Linked DNA regions of Rattus norvegicus: region 2 is linked to region 1. The links are chromatin contacts, called in public Hi-C maps. All regions are on one chromosome and are shown on one strand. Each heading gives the region's core, a stretch centred on a gene start, on an enhancer-like site or on the middle of the called end of the contact. The rest is flanking DNA. Distances are from core to core; before and after follow the strand shown. Region 1 has its middle 40 kb from the start of Rmdn2. Region 2 overlaps Prkd3 (protein kinase D3).

What was found. Hi-C and Micro-C count contacts between places; a contact is called where the count stands out from the background.
Region 2: a Hi-C map of liver shows a contact between it and region 1, with 2.5 times the contacts expected there. The contact joins two enhancer-like sites. A contact is called at or near these places in 7 of 12 Hi-C or Micro-C datasets (the A7r5 cell line, Schwann cells, frontal cortex and 4 more).

What each region holds. Positions count from the first base shown.
Region 1 is chr6:21,230,823-21,236,104 of GRCr8, forward strand. No RefSeq gene overlaps it. Among named protein-coding and RNA genes, the nearest start is that of Rmdn2, 40 kb to the left of the region's middle. Within about 2 kb of position 2,784, at least 6 of the 93 cell types and tissues checked have an H3K27ac peak or open chromatin away from gene starts, as enhancers often do. A contact at or near this core is called in liver, where this site is marked.
Region 2 is chr6:21,824,934-21,830,215 of GRCr8, forward strand. Prkd3 (protein kinase D3) reads left to right here. Exons shown (of 18, transcript NM_001024263.2): 3 at 200-331; 4 at 1,923-2,080. Among named protein-coding and RNA genes, the nearest start is that of Prkd3, 36 kb to the left of the region's middle. Within about 2 kb of position 2,833, at least 1 of the 93 cell types and tissues checked has an H3K27ac peak or open chromatin away from gene starts, as enhancers often do. A contact at or near this core is called in liver, where this site is marked.

The DNA of each region.
Region 1 (5,282 bases), core at 1,534-4,033:
GCCAACGAGCAAATTCATGACTCTGACTTTGTGAGAGTACTTTCAAGATAATCTTAAGACATAAAGACAACAATCCAGATTGTCTTATATAGACAGATGGTTTTCAAAAACGTCAGAAATCCACAAAATTTGAGATTTAAAGTTATTTATCTTTTGTTGTGACATATGTGCTCCTAACAGTTCCCCTTTGGCAGATTTAATGAAGAATTTGAATATCTCTGCCTCCAGGCGAGGCAATACTTTGTGGCTAGGCAGCCACCCGGACTAAACTGCCTGTTTCATCTGCGGACTAATACTGTCCAGAAGAGAAGAAATTATGCAGAATAGTGGACTGATAAACACTGCCCCAAGAGAGGGTGATCAGCCCTTCAAAATCTGCATTTCAACATTCTGTCAGTTGATTTTGGGCCAGAAGGCCGAAGACTTGGGCTCACATGTTGCTAACAGGGGACTGTGCTGGTGGAGATTTGTCTTTACAACTTCTAGGTTCTGGAAGCCATGTTCGGCTTCCTATGTGTATAGGAATTTGGTCATTCTCAGATTTCTGATGGGGTTGAAGACTGATTATAATCTCATAGCCTATCAGGCTGTTTAACTCTGAAAATACATCTACAGATAGTATACAAGCTAGCCAAGATATGATATAGATTTTAAGCCTTTCTTAAGGAATGGATAACTAAATGTTCTGTTTAACTGATAGTAGTGTTGGACTGGGTGTTAGATATATTTTATGCTTTTAATTACAAAATGATAGTAGTTGTACTCAGCTTATATATGAGAGCAATGTTTTTTCTTATTTTTTAATTTAGACAAAAAGGGTGAAATGTGGGATGATGTCACGAGTGAGGCAGGTACAAGCTAGAAGGAGGCTTGTCATTGGATGGGAAGTAGAAAAGTTTGGTAAGAGGAGAAAAGTTTGGAGGAAGGGGAGGAGAGTGGATCGGAAAGGAGGAATAGACAGGAGTGAGAGGGACAGAAGCCATGGCAGGACAATATGGCAGCTGCCATTAAGATTCCGCGCTGTTCCTTTACAAGTCGTTACGAATATTTTTAAGCTTCTATCCCTTTCCATTCCAGTCTCCTCCTCTTCTTTCAACTTTTCTCACACTCATCCTTCCTTCCTTCTGGCTCAAAATCCACTGACAATGTTCAAGTGCAGATTTTGAAGGGCTGTTCACCCTCTCTTGGCAGGGTTTACCAGTCAATTATTCTGCATAATTTGTTCTTTTCTGGACAGTATTAGTCTGCAGATGAAATGGGCAGTTTTGCCTGGTGGCTGCCTAGCCACAAAGTATTGCCTAGCCTGGAGGTAGAGATGTTCAAATTCTTCATTGAATCTGCCAAAGGGGAACTGTTAGGAGCATCGTCTTTATAAGAAGTGCCTTGGTCATGTTGTCTCTGCACAGCTGTAAAACCCTAAATAAGACAAAAACCCTAAATAAGACAGTTGTGTCAACAGTGAAGTCTGGATCTTTTTTTTTTTCCTTCGGAGCTGGGGACTGAACCCAGGGCCTTGCAGTTGCTAGGCAAGCACTCTACCACTGAGCTAAATCCCCAACCCCAGTCTGGATCTTTCTTTTGGCCCTTTCACTTTCTGTCCTGTCCCGGGAGTGAGTTCAGAGCTGCTCAGGAGGCTTAAGGACCATGCTGTGTGCTCATCTTGTAGCGTGGGTTGGGGGTGGGTGGGTAGGTGTGTTTCTGCCCACCAGTCCTTACTCTTGTTCCTGTCTTTAGGCTTACTCTCTGGCTTCATCTGCGCATGCCCGTGCTCAGTTCTGTGTCCTTTAGTTTCAAGGTCTAGACATGTATTCCTATTTTGTCCCAACCACACGCACATTCTGGTTTCTAGCCCCTCCTGCTCATGTTCCTCTACTCCATCCACAGGGGCTTAGGGGAACCTTTGGATCTTCTTATACCTGGATAGGATATTCAGGACTTTTTCAGACAAACCGGCCCTGTCCATGAAAATTATGACCATGTAATTAAGCATAATAATAAGAAACTTCCTGGGCAGAGCTCTTATAAGTCATATGGGAGTCGTGATTGCTATGTTGCTTCTAACAGTGCAGGGGTTCTTTGATCTTTTCTCAGATAAGGAAACAAAGTCAAAGATAAGATAATGTTACCTTGAGAAAAGACGTTTGCTCTCAGTGCTTTTCTCTGGAGCTAGTTCTGCTAGCCTGGGAATTTGACTCAGGGCTGAGCCTATGTTGACTTGGTGGGTTGCTGGTGAGCCTTGCATGGACAATACTGATTTTTAATAAAACTCTGATATATCTCTCCAGTCTCCAAGTGGTCTGCTAGCCATGTCTTGATAAAGCTTTATTATAAAGCTTCTTTTTTTTCCTTTTTTTTTTTTAAAGCGGGGGGAGCTGATAGTTTCTCAATTTCTAAGTGTTCTTTCATGCTGGTTGAAAGCCAGTGTTGAATGATGGTCCATGTGTTTAAGTATACTTTCCTTTGAAATGTAATATTTCAGTTAACAGGAAGCTTTAGATGGAGAAAAACCTTCTGTTAAAAGCTTCAGACTAAGTAGACTTCATAGAGTGTATTTGGACATCAAAGGCATTGGGAGTTGGGAAATGATACAGAGTCCCTGAACTGGGAGACAGTAGAGAGATCACTTGACTGTCTGGAGTGAGCCTTTTGATTTATCTGGGTCGGGTCAGGCAGGAAGTCCCTAGCAGAGCTTAGTTGGCAGTTCCTGATGGGTTAAGTTTGAGTTCTGTTACACCATTTGCATGAAACTGGGTTTTGTTTGCTTAGGTAAGAACACAGGGCACAGGAGCCAGCCAGGCAAAAGGCCTCTGCTTACTGTTTTAACACTAAGCAATGTTAATGGAGCAGGGGAATGGCAGGGACTGTTTCTGTCCTCTTGTCTTGATGGAAGAAAACTGGCAGGGAGACATAAATTACTGTATAGGCCTCTGAAAATGACTCATTTTGTGTCCTTAAGCAAGCCATTTATGGAGGTTGTGTATTAAATGAGGTTTGCTGATGGATAAGGAGGGTGATATGATCTGAATGACTGGAGATATTTTTAAAGGGACAATGACACTAAATGACTGAGTCTGACCCTCTTTCATTCCGGTGAGCAGGGTATTAACCCATCGGCGCAAGAGAGGCCTCGTAGGTCATCCAGCCCAGCTCCCTCAGTTGGCAGATAGGAAACTTCCAGAATATAATTTTTGCCAAGGTCGGCGAGGGGAAGCAGACATGAGCCAGGCTGTCTGGCTATCACTGTCCGATCGTAGAGAAGATTTTTTATTCTGTCTTAAATGTACAGCACAGTGCTCTCAGCAGTGCTCCCAGCTCTGTGTCCTGGAGGACAGAGGGAAGATTTAAGGAAACATTACCAATGAGTCTAGCAAACATTGTTCAGGATATGAATTTGACTTCATTCTGTCATCCCGAGGAATGGGTCATCTCCCATCTCAGCAGCTCTGTAACTGTTGACTCTAGACAGACCAATGTGAGACAGGAGACCCTTACCACAGAAACTTAGGAGTGAGACAGGGGGATATCTAAGTCAGCAAATCAGAGTTTAGGGTAGGGGCAGAGGCTACTGACCCTGGTGTAGCACAAAGGACGTTTTGACAGAGTTTTACAGCATATGCCTGTTGGCCTGTTTCTCTGAACCCAGACTATTCTTGTAGGTAGAGGAAACTCATTCTCCATCTCTCTGGGGATCTACAGAGTAACAAAAGGTGGGAAAACAAGAGAAACACAAGAAGTTTGTTGGCACGTGTACCATAGATATATGGGGTACCCGGGCATGAGTGACTCAAAGGGCTCTTTAGAGCTTGAGTTTATGTGGCATTTTGACAGAAGAAAAGCAAGTTTTTAGTGATGTAACAAGATGAAGAATGGAGTCTCAGGACTTTCAGGGCAGCCAAATTGGGGAAGTTAAATATATGAAGAAGTAATAACACCCAAGGGTGAGGTGGTAAGACTAGAGTCTCCTAGTAGGGAGTATAGAAGCATGTATGTTGGAGTGTCACTTCCTTGTGGAAAGGTAGGAGACAAAGCTTGTTTGTTTAGTTTTAAAATACATTCCTAACTGTCTTCAGCTCAAAATAATCCTGATGGCAAAGTGATAATGTTGAAGGGTAGCTAGTATATCCTACAGTCCTTCACTCTGCTCAGTTTCTTGGAAGGATTAAATCGCAGTACTTAAAGCAGATGGCACTCTGATTCCTGATTAGAAAAGAGTTCAGTGTTTGTGCCCTTGCCTAGTGTGTATGAAACCCCAGCTTCAGTTCCCAACACTGAAAGTGTAGTGTCCCCTGGTCCAGACTGAGCAACCCTGAATGGCTGGGTTGACAGTCACGATACTGTCAAGAGGAAGTAAAGTGGGTTTGAGGAAGGACAACCTCCAGCAGAGAAAGGGTGAATATTTCTCACTGGTTAACAGATGGCTGAAGATCAATAGGGACTTAGGAGAAGCACTGAGCTTCGTAGGCTCCAGGCCAGTTCCTAGCCTCAAGGGCATAACTGTGCCAAGATTGAAGGAGAATGTACTCAGCGGTATCACATTGGAGAACAGTGTCAAATTCGAGCCCTCCCAAGAGAATTCCCAGGGAGCTGACTATCCAGAAAAGAGCTGTGGGAACATGTATACTCTAGATCTACAAAGGACTCTATCCATGGGATATAATCATCTGAGGCCTACAAGGTCCAGACTTCATAATGAGTGATAATAATATTCACTCAGTTACTCTTATGAATGTGAAATACAATAAGCACAGTTTTCATCTCTACCTTAACACAATCTTTGAGTAAAACAGCATTCCCATTTCACAGATGAGGAGACAGAGATTGACAGTTCAATCAAGAGCCTACAGCCATCTAGTCTTTCATCAGCAAGCATAGATTCCTATTCAGTTCTCATTACAAAATCTAATTGTAATCATGATACTACATTGTCTTACAATGGTTGGGATACAGCCTCCTGGGGAGGAGTTGATTTGAGAGAAGTCAATACTCAGGTATAACAGTAGTGTTTAAATTCAGGATTCAAGTGGCCTCTGGGCTGTGGACAGAGGCAGATGAATGCATAAAGACTTTACAGATGAGGACTCTGCTCATGAGATCTGGTTTGAGTATTGACTCAATGAGTATTTCCTATAACGGCTATGTGAGTTTGCTCAGTGAATCTGCCTATCTTGGGATTCTCATTAGGATTGGAAACTGACGGGATCAGGACAAACAATGAACATGAAATTATAAAATGGGTGTGTATGGGAGGAAGGGGCGGATAGTAAGTAGGGAGTGAACACGTC
Region 2 (5,282 bases), core at 1,583-4,082, 590 kb after region 1:
GCAATAAATAAGTTTTATTTCATTAAACATTTTAAATCACAAGTTTATTAAATGCTAAAAATAATTTATTTTGTAGTCAAATGAAACGTTCAGAGACATTCCTTGTGTTTCCATATAAATGGATATGGTGACCCTTCCTAACTAATTTGCAATTATAAAATATAGTTTAATACTTTTGGTATTGTTCTTTCTTTTTAAGCTTTGGCCACAGTAGAAGACTTCCAGATCCGCCCTCATGCTCTCTATGTCCATTCTTACAAAGCACCTACTTTCTGTGATTACTGTGGTGAAATGCTCTGGGGATTGGTACGTCAAGGATTAAAATGTGAAGGTGAGCGCTTTTAAATGTCTGCATTAATTTGAAAGAGGATTTTACATTTGCATTTGTGAATTCCTAATGAAAGACAAAAGTCATAGTTGGTGCCTGGGTAGTAAGACTTTAGAATCGCAGAGATGAGGACTCTCTGGTCTTTCCTTTGCCTCCACCTACTGGTTCTTCTGCATAGGCAACTTGGCAACCTCTCTGGAGACTGCCTTCTCTGTGAAAGATACTCTTCCAGTATCATAAATGGTTAAATAGGTAACGTGAATAAAATAGTTGACAGAACAGTGGCTTAGTAACTATTAGCCACCTACAATATAGAGTTTTATTATATTTTTAGTTTTTTCTGTACAGTGGTAAATTTGGTAAGTTAGATTTGCTAGGGCATAGCAGTTCATCAGACAGAAGTCTCTTCAAGAAGCAGTGGCGGGTCAGTGAACTTTTTTTGTAAAATACCAGCAGGCAAATACTTTACAAAGGCTTTGCAGGTGTGTGGTTTCTATAGTGTCTAACTCTGCTGCTGTAGTATAGAACTAACTGTAGGAACCAGAGAGGTAGCTCATCAGCCGAGAACACTGGCTGCTCTTTCAGAGGACCCGGGTTCAATATCCAACACCCACACGGTGCCTCACAACCATATGTGACTCTAGTTCCTAAGGATCTCATGCCCAGAGCACCAAGCATGTATGTGAGATACACACACACACACATATACACATACATACATACATACACACGCATACATACATATATATACACACATACACATACATACATGAAGACAAAACATTCAGACAAAGAAAAAAATATGTCAATAAACAATAGACTGTGTTGCAATAAAACATGTTTATAAAGTAAGGGAGATGTCTTAGTAAAGGGCTTGCCACACAAGCATGAGGACCTGAGTGCAGTCCCCAGAACCCTTGTAAAAGCTGGGCGTGGTGACATGTTCTTGGCAAATTAGGAGACAAGGGGGGCTTTCTTACAGTTCCAGGCCCCAGTGAGAGATGCTGCCCCAACATAGGTCTCCTCAGTAATGGGAGCTGAAGTTCATCTCTCACCTCCATACTCATACACAGATCCCTGCACACACATGGTACACATACAGCCTTTATGTTGTACAATTGTGTGTTATACTTACATGACACCGATACTCTATATTAGCATTTGTTATTATTTTATGTTCAGAAACATTGAGATTTGAGTTTCATATAGTTTGTCACTGGGCAGTGCTTAAAGCCAGGAGTGGCTCTTAAACCCTTGCCACGTTCATAAACATGCTTAGCCGGGCTCCACCTCCACTGTTCCGAGTCTGTAGCTTCAGGGGTGAGCCTAGTAATTTATGTTTCTAATAAACTTCCAGGGGGTTGTGCTAGCTATCACAAGTCAAGACTCACTACTCCAGGCAATATAACTTTTCTAAATAAACTTTTCTATACAGTTCTTATTCTTGAATTTGTTATGTTCCACGTCATCTGTTATCTTAGTTCTTAATTAAGGTTGGTATTGTTACTGGCAGAAATAAAGACTGTTTTTTATGTGTCACATTTCAAATAGTTACATTTAAAATTTTTATATTTTACTCTTAAAATATATTTAGGCTGTGGATTAAATTATCATAAACGATGTGCCTTCAAGATTCCAAATAACTGCAGTGGAGTAAGAAAGAGACGTCTGTCAAATGTGTCTCTGCCAGGACCTGGCCTCTCAGTTCCGAGACCCCTGCAGCCTGAATGTGTGCCCCTGCTCAGTGAAGAGGTATGTATTCTCAAGTCATGGGAGGCATTTTACTAATTATTCCCAGTGATTTTACAAGGCCTATGACATCCCAGAACAGGTGATACCAGAGGACAGTAACGTTCCTACACTTAAGGAACTTTAAATGTGGTAATAAAGACAAGGCTCTCCAATAGCAGTGGATTGTGCCGTGCACTCCTGGGGACTGCGTTATTGTATAGATCACTGTGTGAGCCTGCTTTCATTATCCTGCACCCAGCATCTGTACTTCAGTTAATCTTACGTGTAACGATAATGCCAGCTTTCCTAATACACAACTCCAGTCATGTTTCCATGTTTCTCTCCTCTAGATAACTATATTAGGGATCTCCAGATGAACAAAACCTATACGTGTGTGTGTGTGTGTGTGTGTGTGTGTGTGTGTGTGTGTGTGTGTGTGTTTAAATGACAGAATATATTACATTGGCTTATGTGATCAGATTCTCAGTAGTCCCAAAAAGATCATCTATAGACTGGAAAGCAGGAAAAACTAATGGCTACTTAGAAACTAGAAGCCTCAGAATCTGAGGGACAGCTGTCTGGAAGTGTACTGGAGAGTTGCTGGTACTAGTCTGTCTAAAAAGGGCTGATGCATGTGGAGTCTGACAGGCACAGTGATGGCAGGAGGAAGCAGCTCTCCACTGAAGATTGGCATGGCATGCAGAATGTGCACCCTTCTGTTCTTATTGCATCGGCACCCACAGCGCCACCCACGGTCACAACATGTCTTTCCCTCTCAGATATTTCTCATCACTGAAAGTTTGTTGCACACGGGCCGCAGTTTGCTCTGGGCAGTGCTTGAAGCCAGCAGTGGCTCTTAAACTCTTGCCAAGCTCTTAGAACATGCTTAGCCGGGTCCCGCCTCCCCTGTTCCGAGTCTGAGGTGGCACTTACCTAGACCTACAGAGTAGTCTGTCTTTATAGTGCCATCACACTTTTGAAACCTTGTTTGTGAGTCTAACATTCTGCCAAGTGTTTGTGTACTAAATTATAGAAAACGAGAAATAAATTTCTAAAAATAAATAAACACATAAGTAAAGCCAATATGTAAAGCTCTACTGCGTAAGGAATTAAGCTTGAAAAAGGCATACTGGAAGCAGATCCTTAGATGTAACTGTATCATAATCATAAAAGACAATGTAACGAGGTTCATGAAAACAGAAATTCTCTCTGTAAAGTTCAGTCTGTGACTCACTTAGCACAGCACTTGGTACCCAGGTGATATGAATGAATGAGCACGCCTGTTCCCAAAGTGTGAGGTAGACTCCGGAGACACAATGGGTAAGTGCCTTCCAGAGTCACAGGGCAGATTAATAAGTGTATTCTTCTTTCCAAGGATAAATACAGTAGTTTATTGAAGATTTATGTGCTTAGTAGTACTTGGAATGGTTTATATCTGTAAATTGTAATCTTGCCAGGAGTTGGTTTTAAAGCCTCTGTCTTTTATATATAACTGCTATCAGGACTTCTGTACACTAGCACAGTGCAAAGCTTTGGGCTATTGTCTATTTAATAAAAGTAAAACTTATGTAATCCTACTCTAAAACTTCTCCTGTTCATATACTACTTAGCCACTGAAAGAAACTTTTGAAGTAGATAAAGAAAGGTAATCCCAATACTCAAGCAAGGATCGTGAGTTCTAGGCCAGTGAGACCCTGGTTAACAACAGCAAACACCCAAGGGAGAGAGTAGAAGGAATGTGTGTATGGAGGCCGAGAAGGAGAAGCTGTGCACAGACATAGGGGAGGCCTTGGGAGGAGATTGGTGTGTCTCATACACTGAACCACAGAGGGAACCTATCAGGGAATGATAAGTTACTGCTTTAAGAACCCACGAATGATGCTCTGGTGGCAGCTACCCTCAGTTGGTCGTTCCTGGCCTAGGGGAAGGCAGAGGGCAGAGGAAAGGGAAGCACTGCCACCCTTTAGTAATCGCAGGGCATTGGTTCTAGAGCCTGCAGCAGATACTGAAATCCATTACTGTTCAACCCCTTTTTAGAAGTTGGCAGGATATCTGCATATAATGTACTTACACACATCTCTTGAACACTTTAAGTCATCACTAGGTTGTTTAGATACTCAATATACTGAAAAATAGAATTATTGTTCTGAGTGTGACGGTGAGCATCCTGCTGATCTCTAGTGTTGATCTCAGTCATCTGGCTCATGAGCAGGTGTGTTCCCACTTCCTTCCCACATATGTATCCTGCCTGCAGTGTCCCCGGTAGAAGACGACCAGCCTCTGTGGATGGGGCGTATGCCAGAGCAGTTAGAAGGTGCAAGCAACCCTGACGCTGAACCAAGGGCAGTGAAGAGCTCTTCAGCCTCCTCATGCCTACCTTGTTGCTCAGAGGTCTGCATTACAATCGTCAGAGGCACACTTCATCCCAGTTTTCTTAGAGGAAACGAGGAATACGTTTCTAAAAATGAGTGGGTGGGTGGGTGGGTGGATGGATGGATGGATGGATGGATGGATGGATGGATGGTTGGATGCCAAGATATAAAGCCTCACTAAATAAGGGAAATGAGCTTGGAAACAGGTATGTTGGGAGTAGAACCTATTAACATAACTCTGAGGTTGCCTTCGTCTGTGTGCACAAAGCTATTTCTATCATGATCATAAAAGACACTGTAAGGAGGTGAAAGAACAGAATTTTTATTGAATTTGGTTAGAATGAAAGCTATAAGGTTTAAGGATCCACAAGTACTGACTGTTTGAAGGTGAAATGGTTGAGTATTCATCTCAGTATATTTCTGAGAGACAGAATGACACTAGAAAGAAAGCTCAGGTCTGAGCTGGTGCACAAAAGTAGAGGAACTTGTCTCACAGATTCTCCAGTGCTGATTACAATGTGCAGAGTTGATGGTTTTTTTATGCTTTTCTTTCCGAGAGAGAGAGAGACAGAGAGAGACAGAGAGAGAGACAGAGAGAGAGAGACAGAGAGAGAGAGACAGAGAGAGAGAGACAGAGAGAGAGAGACAGAGAGAGTCTGTGTCTGTCTGATAATTGGCAATGATGTTGCACAGTTTTGTTAGGAATTAATTAGCTTACAACTAAGCCAATTGGAAGTAAGTTACTTTTAGAAAATTTCTGGCTACACATTAAAACAGAAAAACAATTAAGCTAATACTAATTTGCAATTAGAAGACTTTAAAAGAAGGCTAGGATTTTCACTCAATTCTTG